Regions from separate parts of the Ovis aries genome. Here region 2 is linked to region 1. Evidence: chromatin contacts called from public Hi-C data. All regions are on one chromosome and are shown on one strand. Each heading gives the region's core, a stretch centred on a gene start, on an enhancer-like site or on the middle of the called end of the contact. The rest is flanking DNA. Distances are from core to core; before and after follow the strand shown.

What was found. A called contact is a pair of places that touch in the nucleus more often than the background predicts.
Region 2: a contact with region 1 is called in a Hi-C map of liver, with 6 times the contacts expected there. The contact joins two enhancer-like sites. A contact is called at or near these places in 14 of 16 Hi-C or Micro-C datasets (blood, hypothalamus, liver and 7 more).

Annotation. Positions count from the first base shown.
Region 1 is chr10:73,624,121-73,629,854 of ARS-UI_Ramb_v3.0, forward strand. No RefSeq gene overlaps it. Among named protein-coding and RNA genes, the nearest start is that of OXGR1, 100 kb to the left of the region's middle. Within about 2 kb of position 2,616, at least 6 of the 54 cell types and tissues checked have an H3K27ac peak or open chromatin away from gene starts, as enhancers often do. A contact at or near this core is called in liver, where this site is marked.
Region 2 is chr10:73,876,089-73,881,822 of ARS-UI_Ramb_v3.0, forward strand. MBNL2 (muscleblind like splicing regulator 2) reads left to right here. Exons shown (of 8, transcript XM_060394207.1): 4 at 372-572; 5 at 3,278-3,541. Among named protein-coding and RNA genes, the nearest start is that of RAP2A, 98 kb to the right of the region's middle. Within about 2 kb of position 3,608, at least 33 of the 54 cell types and tissues checked have an H3K27ac peak or open chromatin away from gene starts, as enhancers often do. A contact at or near this core is called in liver, where this site is marked.

The sequences.
Region 1 (5,734 bases), core at 1,366-3,865:
TTCTCTACATGGTGAAATAAAAGACAAGCCACAGAAATTCCATGTTAGTAGGGAAAATAGTCCATGGGACGAAAACACCCAACTAAGAGACAAACAGAAAGCCAGAATGAATCTGTCATTCATTTATTTTTTAAAGGAACAGGAGGAGGAACTTTCTCTAAGCTGGGATGACAGCATTGGGGGCATGCAGCTGCACCTCCCAAGTATCTCGCCATAATTCCCAAATAGCTGGAAACCTTGTCCTGACAGCCTCGCGGCCTGTCAGAGGCCCATCGTTGTTTATCATACTCACGTTCAGTTACGCTTGGCATGTGCTCTAGGTCTGGAAACTCTGCCAGATACCATCTCTGACTGCAACTTGGCCGCCTCTGACTTAGTGGGTTTGATTAGCATTTGATTGGTATTTTATCATCAGTTCAAGAGTGGACATCATTTGGGCCTTCTTAGATAAGTTGAAGAGAGTGTTTTCATGAAACTGGAGTAGCCCTCCAGGCACCATGTTCAGAGGGAGAGCTCTGGGAAGGATGCTAATTTATTTTTGGCACTAGATCTGACTTTCTTCACTGGTGAATATAATAATCAGGCCAAATCCTAACTTTATGATAGCTGCCCTGAATCTGTATTGACTCAGTTTTCCTAATGCCTTCCTCCAAGTATGTGCAAGGTCCCATCCAAAGTCCTGGAAAATATGCTCAGTCCATCTCCTTTTATTGTTTCTAGAGAACTATCCTTATTTGGACAAATAGTTCAGACTGTCTTCCATAAAATCAGAGAATGGGATCATATAACCTCTAAGGTGTCTTTCAGTTTGTTTGCTTTGGGATTTTGAAATTTTCCATTAAATTGTCTGAGAGGCGGAGATGCTTCCCAGCCCTATGTGGGCAAAGCAATCCTTAAAATATTTTATAAGCTGAAGATCACAATGAACTAGAAGAAAGTCATAAGTCAATATCCAAACTAGACAGGACTGAAATGTCCACCCACTTCCTATCAATAAAGAAACAAACGAAAATGCCTTGAGGATTGATTCAGACTGAAAGCAAGTATGCCTGAAGCAAAGGATGAATGATAGAAAAAAAAGAAACACAAAAACAGAGCGGGGGAGGAAATTTTTGGAGGCAATGGATACGTTTATGGCATTGATTATAATGATGGTTTTGAGGGCACACTTACCTCCAGACACATCAAATTGTATTCATTAAATATCTACAACTTTTTATATGTTGATCTTACCTCAATAAAGCAGATTAAAATAATTTAAAGTTTCCACCAGCTCATTAAGTGGGACCTCAGGGACTTGTGCCAAAAAATATAAAAATGTTCATGTCTCCTGGAGCCTGACAGGCATGGATGAACCTGCTCAGTTTGTAGTGTTCATTTCTCAGCAACATTAACCGTGTATTTTGAATGGGCGAGATTGACTGGGAAATTTCACCAGTGATCAACATTTAAAACTTGAAGGCTTGTTTCAAAAACACAGCTTTGAAATAATTTGGTAGCCTCTGAAGAATATGACTGCAAGGAGATCAAACCAGTCAATCCCAAAGGAAATCAGTCCTGAATATTCATTGGAAGGACTAATGCTGAAGCTGAAACTCCAATCCTTTGGATGCAAAGAACTGACTCATTGGATAAGACCCTGATGCTGGGAAAGATTGAAGGAAGAGAGAGAAAGGGGACTTAAAAGGATGAGATGGTTGAATGGCATCACCAACTCAAAGGACATGACTTTGAGCAAGCTCTGGGAGTTGGTGATGGACAGGGAAACCTGGTGTGCTGCAGTCCATGGGGTCGCAAAGTCGGACACGACTGAATGACTTACCTGACTAATTGAAGAATATGTCAGGGGGTCCAGTATGCTGGTGCTACTAGGTGGGTGTGGAAGCTAGTCCCCCGTAGCTTTGTTTGATGAGAAATGCAGAGTCCCCCTGGGGAAGATGATCCCATAGTCTACTCCTGCTTAAGAAGAGCAGATACATGTACCCCATCTTCCCTATCCATTCATCTGTTGATGGACACCTAGGTTGCTTCCATGACCTGACTATTATAAATAGTGAACATTGGGGTACATGTGCCTGTTTGAATTATGGTCTTCTCAGGGTGTTGTACTCAGAATGTGAGAACTGAAAGGCACCACAGAGCCCACCTCAGTCAGTCCCTCATCTGAAAAATGAAGAACATCAAGACCCAACATGACCAAGTATCTGGTCCAGCCCCTTAGCTAAGGAATAAAAGAGCCAGGTATAGAAACCTGGTATTTGGAAGTCAGAAAGGGCCCCCCTTCCAAACTTGGCTGGATCTCTCCCTAGTGATACTTCCCTCACTAACGTCAATCCCCAATCTTCCCCCAGCTTCAGGTTCTTCATATTCGAAACAGGAGTGGTCCCCCTGCTTCTAAGAGCTCCTGCTCAGAGTGCATTTGAGTACATCCTTGCTCGGTCCCTTCTATGTTGAGAAGGCACTTGCTCTTTTCTCGCCCTCCGCTTCTCTTATCTTTTGTATTTAATCGAAGCGCCAAGAGGTCAGTGGTTTCCTTTTCTCACACGTGCTCTCGTTGCAGTCCGGTGTTGCATAACCTACTAGCTGAGGATACAGGTCCCCTGGGAGCCGCGGCGATGCGACGAGACTCGTGGGCGGGCGTCTGGCCAGCAGAGGGCAGCAGAGCTCGGGCCGGGCGCCCCCGCAGCCTGGTCGGCGCCCCGCTAGCCGCGCCGTTTCCCTTGGGGGGAGGTCGACCGAGCGCTCCTTGCAGCGTGTTCTTTCCAGTGGAGCATTTTTTCCTGTCTTATTCCAGCGAGGACACAGTGTTTTGGCAATTCTTGTTTAAGTCTCTGCTTTCTTTGGTTCGGTTTTGTTTGCGGGGTGATCACTGAGATTTATTAGACGTCTTCCTTGTACACCAGGCACCTAATAGTCATTTTTACAGTTATTCCCGATTTAGAAAGGATAACTGTTAATCGGATGAGTTGAGTAACGGGTAAGAAGCGAAGGCTTTTTCTAAACCAAGGATGGGGCTGGGATGAAGAAGGGGAAGGTATTTGATGTCACTGAGTCTGCCTCCCTTCTGTCCAAACACATTGGACATTTATGAAGTGCCCTATGTGAGCTGGGAGCTTTTATAAATGCAGGGGAAGAGGAAACAGGAATATGAAAAGTGTTTTTCTTAATTTTATATGGTTTCCCCCCCGCCCCCCCCCTGCTCTGAGCAACTGATCTGGGAGGAGGTAGGGCTTGTTAGGAACCAGAATCTCAGGCCACACCCCAAAACCACCGAATCAGAACCGACAGGTTTGCAAACTCCCTGGGGTGAATTTCCTGCACTTTCCAACGTGAGAAACGAGGCCCTGGAGGGCAGCCAGTCGCTGCCTTCAAATATTTGGAGGGCCAATATTTGAAAGAGAGAGCATATTTGTTTTGCTTTGCTCTAAAAGGCAGGTTTAGGTTTAATTAACGTAAGCCACAGGAGAAGGAGTTTTCCAAATCCTTAAGGAGCAGGGAGTTGGGAGTTGGACTTTGTCCCAACCTTACTAGCTTTCTAGTAGTCTCGCAGCTGAATTGACTTTGGAGGAGACCCGCTAAAGCACTTCTCTCTGATTCTCATTATCTATAAACTGGGGATGTTGGTATGTAAACAATTATAGCTGTTTTTTCTATAAATGAGGTAATGGCATTTGAAAATGATTTGTATATCTGAAAATTGTATTTTGTATATTGAAAATGCTATAAAATGTCCATTGTAACTTGTCACCATTTGCAGTGCCCAGGATGGGAAGTGTATTTCCCTGTGGGGGACTGAAGACTCGGGAAGAATTAATGGACAGTAGGAAAGGATTCAGGGAAGTCTGTTTGGGGCTCGTAAGAAATTCCACGGGGGGACAGAGGTGTTGAAGAGCTGGAAGGTGGAGCCAATGGCAAAATTAGAACTAAGCCAGAAGTTGACTCGTTGCATTTTTACTGTGTCATGAGGAAGACAGCCCCACCCATCCAGTCCCACGTCCTTCAAACTCCTGGCTCTAGAAACCCAACGTCAGTGGCATCGGGTTGGTTAGGAGCCTTCTGAGTCACCTAGACCCTTGGGGGTACCAAGAGGACAGGGGAAAGAAGTCTGTTTACTGTTTCTTAATGCCTCTGCAATTCAATTCAATTAAGAGCAAGTGAAAGCAATGCCAAGAAGAGCCATCACGGAGATGGGTTGTGACCGCTGGAGCCCAAAACAGCACTTGTCTCATCAGCACCGTGTTATTAAGGAGAAGGGAAACGGTGGCCTCTTCTGGGAGGCCTGAGGCCCTCGGAGCTGTGGGTCCTCTCCTCGCAGGGTGAGAGTGAAGAGAACCAGCGTGGGAAGCTCACTGGGACCCGGCACATGGCATTCCTCCAGAAATGCTCATGTCCAGGACATATTGACACTGATGATGCTACGTATGAAATAGATAACCGGGGAGAACAAATAGATAACTAGGGAGAAATGCTGTAGAGCACAGGGAACTCCACTCAATGCTCTTGACCTAAATGTGAAGGAAACTGAGAGAGGATACATGTATTTGTGTGACTGCCCAACTCAGCTGCACCGTAGAAACTAATATAACACTGTAAAGCAACTGTAGTTCAATATTAAAAAAAAAAAAAAGAAAAAGAAATGCTCATGGACGAATGGCTGACAAGCAGGAAAGTCAGCCAGCAGCTCTTTTCAACCTTCACCCCCACCCTCCCATCTACATATTCCACAGAACACTCCAAACAGGGCAAAGCTCCCACCAGCGCGGTTCTGATTCAGCCCTTCGGTCTTGAGTGGCACCTCTAAACCCTGGGATATTTAGGAAAGGACACACTATACAGAAATGCATCCCACCACACTGAAGCAGGCTCTGCTTCAGAGATCGCTTGTGAGCCGGACAGGTTATTTTCTCATTGTTGTTCTGGTCACCTGTTACTGGGGGCTGTGATCAAGCTGAACACTGCCATCATGCCATACTGGAGGCCTGTTTGGTTTTTTAACCATCTAGTGTTTCCCAGGGTGGAGGGCTGGAGTGGCAGAGGAGCTGTGAACTGTTAACGGTGGTCAGTGAGGCTGGAGTAGGTGCTTGAACCCTCTCTGGTTATGTGGTCCTGGGCCAAACTGTGTGGCCATCTATTTCCAGGCCTGTTTTTCCCCTTGGACAATCTGTTCCAAAGTCAGAGCAACTCTTCCCTCCTCCCTTCCCTTCCTCTCCACCCTCACTAACTTGAATCCTTGCAATGTCCATGAATCTCTCCAGATGCTCTGGTTTCCAGAAGCAAGCAACCTCCAGTGCATTCAGCTCAACACCGTCTGCTGGTCGCCACTTTGTGCCCTAAATAGGCAAGTAAATGAGCCAATGGCACCTCAGTTGCACCAAATTCTGTCCATATATTTAAGTGTATTTTTGTTCTTTTTGTGGCGTTCTACCTGAAAAAACAGATGCTTGTCTCTTTTCACGTTGTTGACAGTTTCATGGAGTTGTATTTTTTATTCCTCTTCTCAGATTGTCTGAATCTTTTTTTTTAAACCTGGTGTGATAAACAATGTGCGATTTGAAATCAGCCTTGTCCGGATCTTAGTTCCAGGCTAGCCCCTAATGAACCAGCTGAGCCCTGGGACATCCCTCACCCTGGGAGCCTCAGTTTCCCCATCAGCGAACAGAGACCCTGCTAAGCTCAGAGGATTTCCATAAGGATGCACATGCAAGAGCTCTGAGAAGTGTCACGGAAATGTCTC
Region 2 (5,734 bases), core at 2,358-4,857, 250 kb after region 1:
GTCAGCGTTTCGTACATTTTACTGTCTTCATGTTGTAACACTCACTAGTGTGGAATGATGAGGCACCGGAATAGAATAACCATTTTCTTTTCTTGAGAACACTTTCATGGGAATAAAAGTTTAAGCCGGTTCCTGTAGTTAGGTTTCGATGACATTCTCCTTTGTGTTTATATGGTTTGGGAAAGAGAGGGTCTATGTGGATTTCATTTTTATTAAGCACTAAACAGAGAGGCTTAAAGAATTTTCACAGTTCAGCACTGATTTTTGCAGCTAACACAAAGAGTCTTATATGCGGTGAGTAAATGTTGCTGGTGATTTTTTAAAGTTTTATTCTAAAGAAGTTTTTGTCCTGTGTTATCTTCCTTTAACAGCCCACTTTTCCTGTAGGTCCCGCAATAGGGACAAATACGGCGATTAGCTTTGCTCCTTACTTAGCACCTGTAACCCCTGGAGTTGGGTTAGTCCCAACGGAAATTCTACCCACCACACCTGTTATTGTTCCCGGAAGTCCACCTGTCACTGTCCCGGGCTCAACTGCAACTCAGAAACTTCTCAGGACTGACAAACTGGAGGTACTTCAATTATATTTGTGTTTTGAGATGCCTTTGGGGGTAGCAGTGTACTTCTATGGAAGTGAGTGCTTCTAAGATACCAATTCAGTCTTGCAAAACAGCCACGCACAGAGATTCACCTAAAAGTCATGCATTTCATAATTCTACTGTTTGAATTGGAGGCCAAGTATAAAGGAAATTAGTCTGTGGGAAAAGACTTAAGTTCAATACAAATAAAAATTGATTGTGTGGAATGTGTATTCAGAGGCAGAATATGCAACAACCAATGGAAGGCTGAATCAGTCACTATGTGGGTCATGGAAGTGGCTCCCAAGGGTTCCAGCTGTGTCAGGCATGAACCTTTGATGGATCTTGGAAAGGTCTGGGAATGAGCAGGTTAGAAAGCCAGCAGCCAGGATGAAGGGGACAGAGGTGGGAGAAAGTAGGGCAGTGACTACAGAGCGACTGGTATGATCATATTTCAGTACTTTAAGAACTAGTATGGCTGCTCCAGCATGCTCCAGCCCCGGTTGTATGTAGGTAAACAGGGGGACTAGAGCCTGGGAGAGTCTAATTACTGATTTGAGATATTTTCTTTCACTGACATTCAAGTCTTCTAGAAAAGTCAAGAAAGCAAATTCATATATTTATAAAATGTAATTCTTAAGTCAGGAGTCAAACCAGCTCACCTGGATTTAACTTAACTGGGTTAAATTTCTTTTTAATCAGGGCATCCATTTATCTTAACTGTTGTATCCTCTGGTATTTAATAGAGCATTTTATATGGAGTATAAAGAATCTGATAGATTTTTCAAAGGGCTCCTGAAATTCGATCACCAATTATAGTTAGTTGATACATATGTAAGGTTAGGATATATACTGTACTTTATCTTGGGATCATTCAAGAATGATTCTTTCAATGTGCATTTGTTTAAATATTTACTCTATACATCTTGAAAGTGATAAAATGTTGCCTAATACCAGCTTCCTTCTGAAGTATGTGGATCCCCAAATGAAAAGACTATAACCTCCCATCGCTACAGTTTTGATCCAGCCTACCCCTGTGAATATTGAACAGACCTTTTACGGGACTGGAAAAGTGTTTGGGGCGCCACCTGGTGGACCCGTGAAGCTTTTGTGTTCAGTACGTGACTGTGTGGTTTAGAAAACAAATTAAATCAGTCGAGTTGGGAACAAGTTGTCCTTCCCAACAGGATTGGCAGACAAAGACATATGTAAAAATGATTCACGGAGACTTTAGCAAAGCAGCTTGCAATTTATTTCAAAGCAGGAATGAAGTCAGTGGCACACAGAGCCCCTAGGTAAATGCTCAACACCCAACGCCGTCTCAACCTCGAGTCATTCCACTTATAAGGGGAGGCTTACTCACAATCTGTGGGTACAGCTTAGTAATTTTTCTTTTGTACGTTTTATGAGCTAACGATGGAATGTTGGACAATATACAAAGTAGAAGGAAGCAATTAATAATTTTGTGATGTATCTGCTTGGCCTTCAAACTTGCCTGGCCACTGATCAGCGAAACTGTATTTCCCAAGTACCTAAGACTGTCACAAGGTTCCCAGTGTCATGCCAGTGACCCTTCCTATAAGTCACTAGTGATCAAGATGTGAACCGCCACTTAAGCACATCAACACTGGATGTAGAGCCTAAGAAAAGAAATTACCATTTCACTAATAATTTTTCTCTGATACAGATATTTATAACTGTTATATGCTTCTTATTTGTGTTATTTCATATTATTGATATTTAGGGCAAGATTAAGAATACTCTTTAAATTCCAAGGAAAATTTTCTTTATACAGTTAACTCTTGATCCATGGGAATTCTCAGAGGATGGAGCATTTTAGTTACTAGAGATTTCAGGATAATTAAGGACTGAAGAATAAGAAAAAGAAACAATACATCAACACTCCAAAATCTATCCTACTTCCTTCCCCCAGGCCCCTGCTTTATCTCTTCCCATATTTCTCTCCTTTTTATCTTTTCTTTATTGTAAAAAATAATATTGTGATTTAAATGAAAGTTTTGGTGTCTTGGGTATCATAGTTGTTCTAATCTATGATTAGAAGCCCACTTTATCTTGTAGAGCAGGAGAGATTTAGGGGAAAACGGGAGTATTCACACTCACCCTGCCCCCCACTTCCTGTCCTCAGGGAGAAGAAACAAGTTGGTCACTTCTGCTTAATTCTTTTTGGAATTGTGCCGCTATGATATTGTAGCTGGATCCTTGGTGAAATAATCCCTCCATGCAAAAAACCCCACGACTTCCCAGAGTTGTCATGGTAGAAGGAGACGTAGTTATATACAGAAGACCAGATTTTATACATATATATGTGTGTGTATATATATAAAATCTCTGAATTAGTATATATATAACATATTTTCTTTCCTTCCTTCCCTTCTCTATAAAAGTCAACAAATAAATATAAATAAATAAAACCCAAGAACAATGGGGGCCTTGTTGATTTTTGTTATCTTAGCTAAAGTGTAGATTTTTACTTCCTAGCTCAATACAGATTCTCACCCCAGCAAACAGGGCGAAGCAAAACTGAAGTGATCATAGTTTGCCCGGGATTCCAGTGACTTGGGTTGATTGTAAACGGCAAAAAAGCCAGCATGCAAAGAAAGGGAAAGCATCTTCTTCTTCTTTTTTTTTTTTTTTTACTGCATCGTATGCTCTTCTCCCCCCCCCGCCCCGTGTCCTAGGTCTGCAGGGAGTTCCAGCGAGGAAACTGTGCCCGGGGAGAGACCGACTGCCGCTTTGCACACCCCGCCGACAGCACCATGGTCGACACAAACGACAACACCGTAACCGTTTGTATGGATTACATAAAGGGGCGTTGCATGAGGGAGAAATGCAAATATTTTCACCCTCCTGCACACTTGCAGGCCAAAATCAAAGCTGCGCAGCACCAAGCCAACCAGGCCGCGGTGGCCGCCCAGGCAGCCGCGGCCGCGGCCACAGTCATGGTAAGTGGGGCGCGCGCGCCGCGCACCTTCCCCGAAGCCCGCGCGCCCGGAGCCGCGCCTTCCGCGCGGGCACGCGCACGCGCGCCTCGCCGCCGGGAGTGGGGCCGGCTGGCGCTCCCGCTGCTCCGCTGCCTCCGTCCTGTCGTGGTTCCCCCGCCCCGCCCGTTTCGTTTTCGTTTTGTTCCGTTCCTCCCTCCTTCCCTTCGCAGCACAATAAGTAAATCCCTCAGGCGGGCGCAGGGAAGCCAGGGGCGGGTGCGAGGGCCCCTCCCCAAGCCCAGAGCGCCTCTCGGAGCGCGGACGCGGGCGGGACCGGGCTGGAAGGACCAGGGAGGCGGCCTGGAGCCGGGGAGAGAGGAGAACCGGGCGGAGGATGCACCCGGGCCGGGAGCCACTGCCCCCATTTTTTTGCTCCCCACTTCTTGTTACTTATTACAAAGGCCATGCTGCAAACTCCCTCTCTCCCTGAAAGAAAATTTATGCAGAACATAAAGTCATGAAACAGATGAAGATGGAGCTGTATGGATGGTGTTTTGAAAAATAAGAATAATAATAAAAGGCCTGGAAGGTAGCCCCAAGTCCCCTGCGTTAAAGACACAGGCCTCCCCAGCACCCTCGGGAGCCTGTTACAGCTCGACTCAGCCCCACTTCTCCCCCCCCCCCCCCCCCGCCCAGACCTTTGGGATCAGGATTTAAATTTCCCAACATCCCCAGGTGGATTGTATACACAGTAACGTTTGAGAAGCACCTGCCTAGAACACGTTGTTGTTGTTTGGTCGCTAAATCAAGTCCGACTCTTTGCAACCCCGTGGACTGCACTAGCCAGGCTTCTGTAGTCTGGGATTACCTGAGGGCACGTGAAAGTTTCTAAGGGCAGTCACTTCCCCCAAGTTTCTTATTTAATTGGTTTGGGTGTGGCCTGGGCATGCGCCTTTTCTTTTCCAGCTCCTCGTGAGTCCGTTGTGTTACAAAAATTGAGCACCACCCGCACTGGATTGTAATTAATCTGTTGTGGTGTGAGATCTCTGGCTTGACGTCAGTGTGTTTTAATGTGTGATAGACACTGGATAATCCATGAGACCTGGCGCTCATCGGGCACTTGCTGGATGGAATAAATAAATTAGGCAGTTTTCCTCGTCCTCGGGAGCTTGGAGTTTAGTAAGTGACAGGGATAACGGTCCTCCATGACGTGATGGAAATGCATCACGGGGTCTAGCTATGGAACTACGAAAAAAATCAGTCCTTATTCCTTAGATACCTGTTAAATACAACAAACCACTGGTACTAATAGTAACCTTTGGCGCTGAGCCCTGAATTTATCTGAGTTATCTGAGCCTTGATTTATCTGCCTGTTACCTAGAAGTGGATTTCCCTGGTGGCTCAGGGGGTAAAGAATCTGCCTGCAAAGCAGGAGATCTGGGTTTGATCCCTGGGTGGGGAAGATCCCCTGGAGAAGGGAATGGTAAGCCACCCCAATATTCTTGCCTGGAGAATTCCATAGACACAGGAGCCTGGCTGACTACAGTCTGTGGGGTTGCAAAGAGTCAGATACAAGAGAGCGACTAACCCAAGACACACTACTTAGAAGTAGCAGTCCTAACATCTACATAATCAATAAGTTCTTGAATCATTGAAGGAGCAGTGTACCTAGAATAAGTCAATGGTAGATGACCTGGGTTGATGGAGATAAGAGAAGAAATGGCCATTACATGTATACACACAGCCCGATTTCTTTAAATTGTGAGTCTACGTGCCCTTCTTCGGTGCAGTTGCAAATCCTTCTCATCAAAATGCACAAAGGTTGTTAGAGTGGATGTCAGCGTGTTTAGTTGCCATAGTTTCCTCCATTGTTACACTGTGCTGGATTTGGAGTTCTGATATTTCAGGTGGTCTTGCAGCATCCTCAAAGACAACCCAAAGGAATGTAGTTTCAGAACAAAAGCATCAGGTTCTTTCTGACGATGACATGAAAGTTACTGAATCTACAGTGTCTTTTGAAAGTGAGAGGCTCATTTGAAACCAGTTGCAGTTCGATGAAGTCAAAGTCTTCTTACTCTAGTAACAAGATTACTCAGCACCATGAAGGAAAAACGATTGTTTTATTTCTTTAAGAGAATGAATGGGTGTGATGATTGCAGCCAGAAGATGTTAGTATCCCATTCACCTGGGTTTCATGCCTGAGCTCCAAGAATT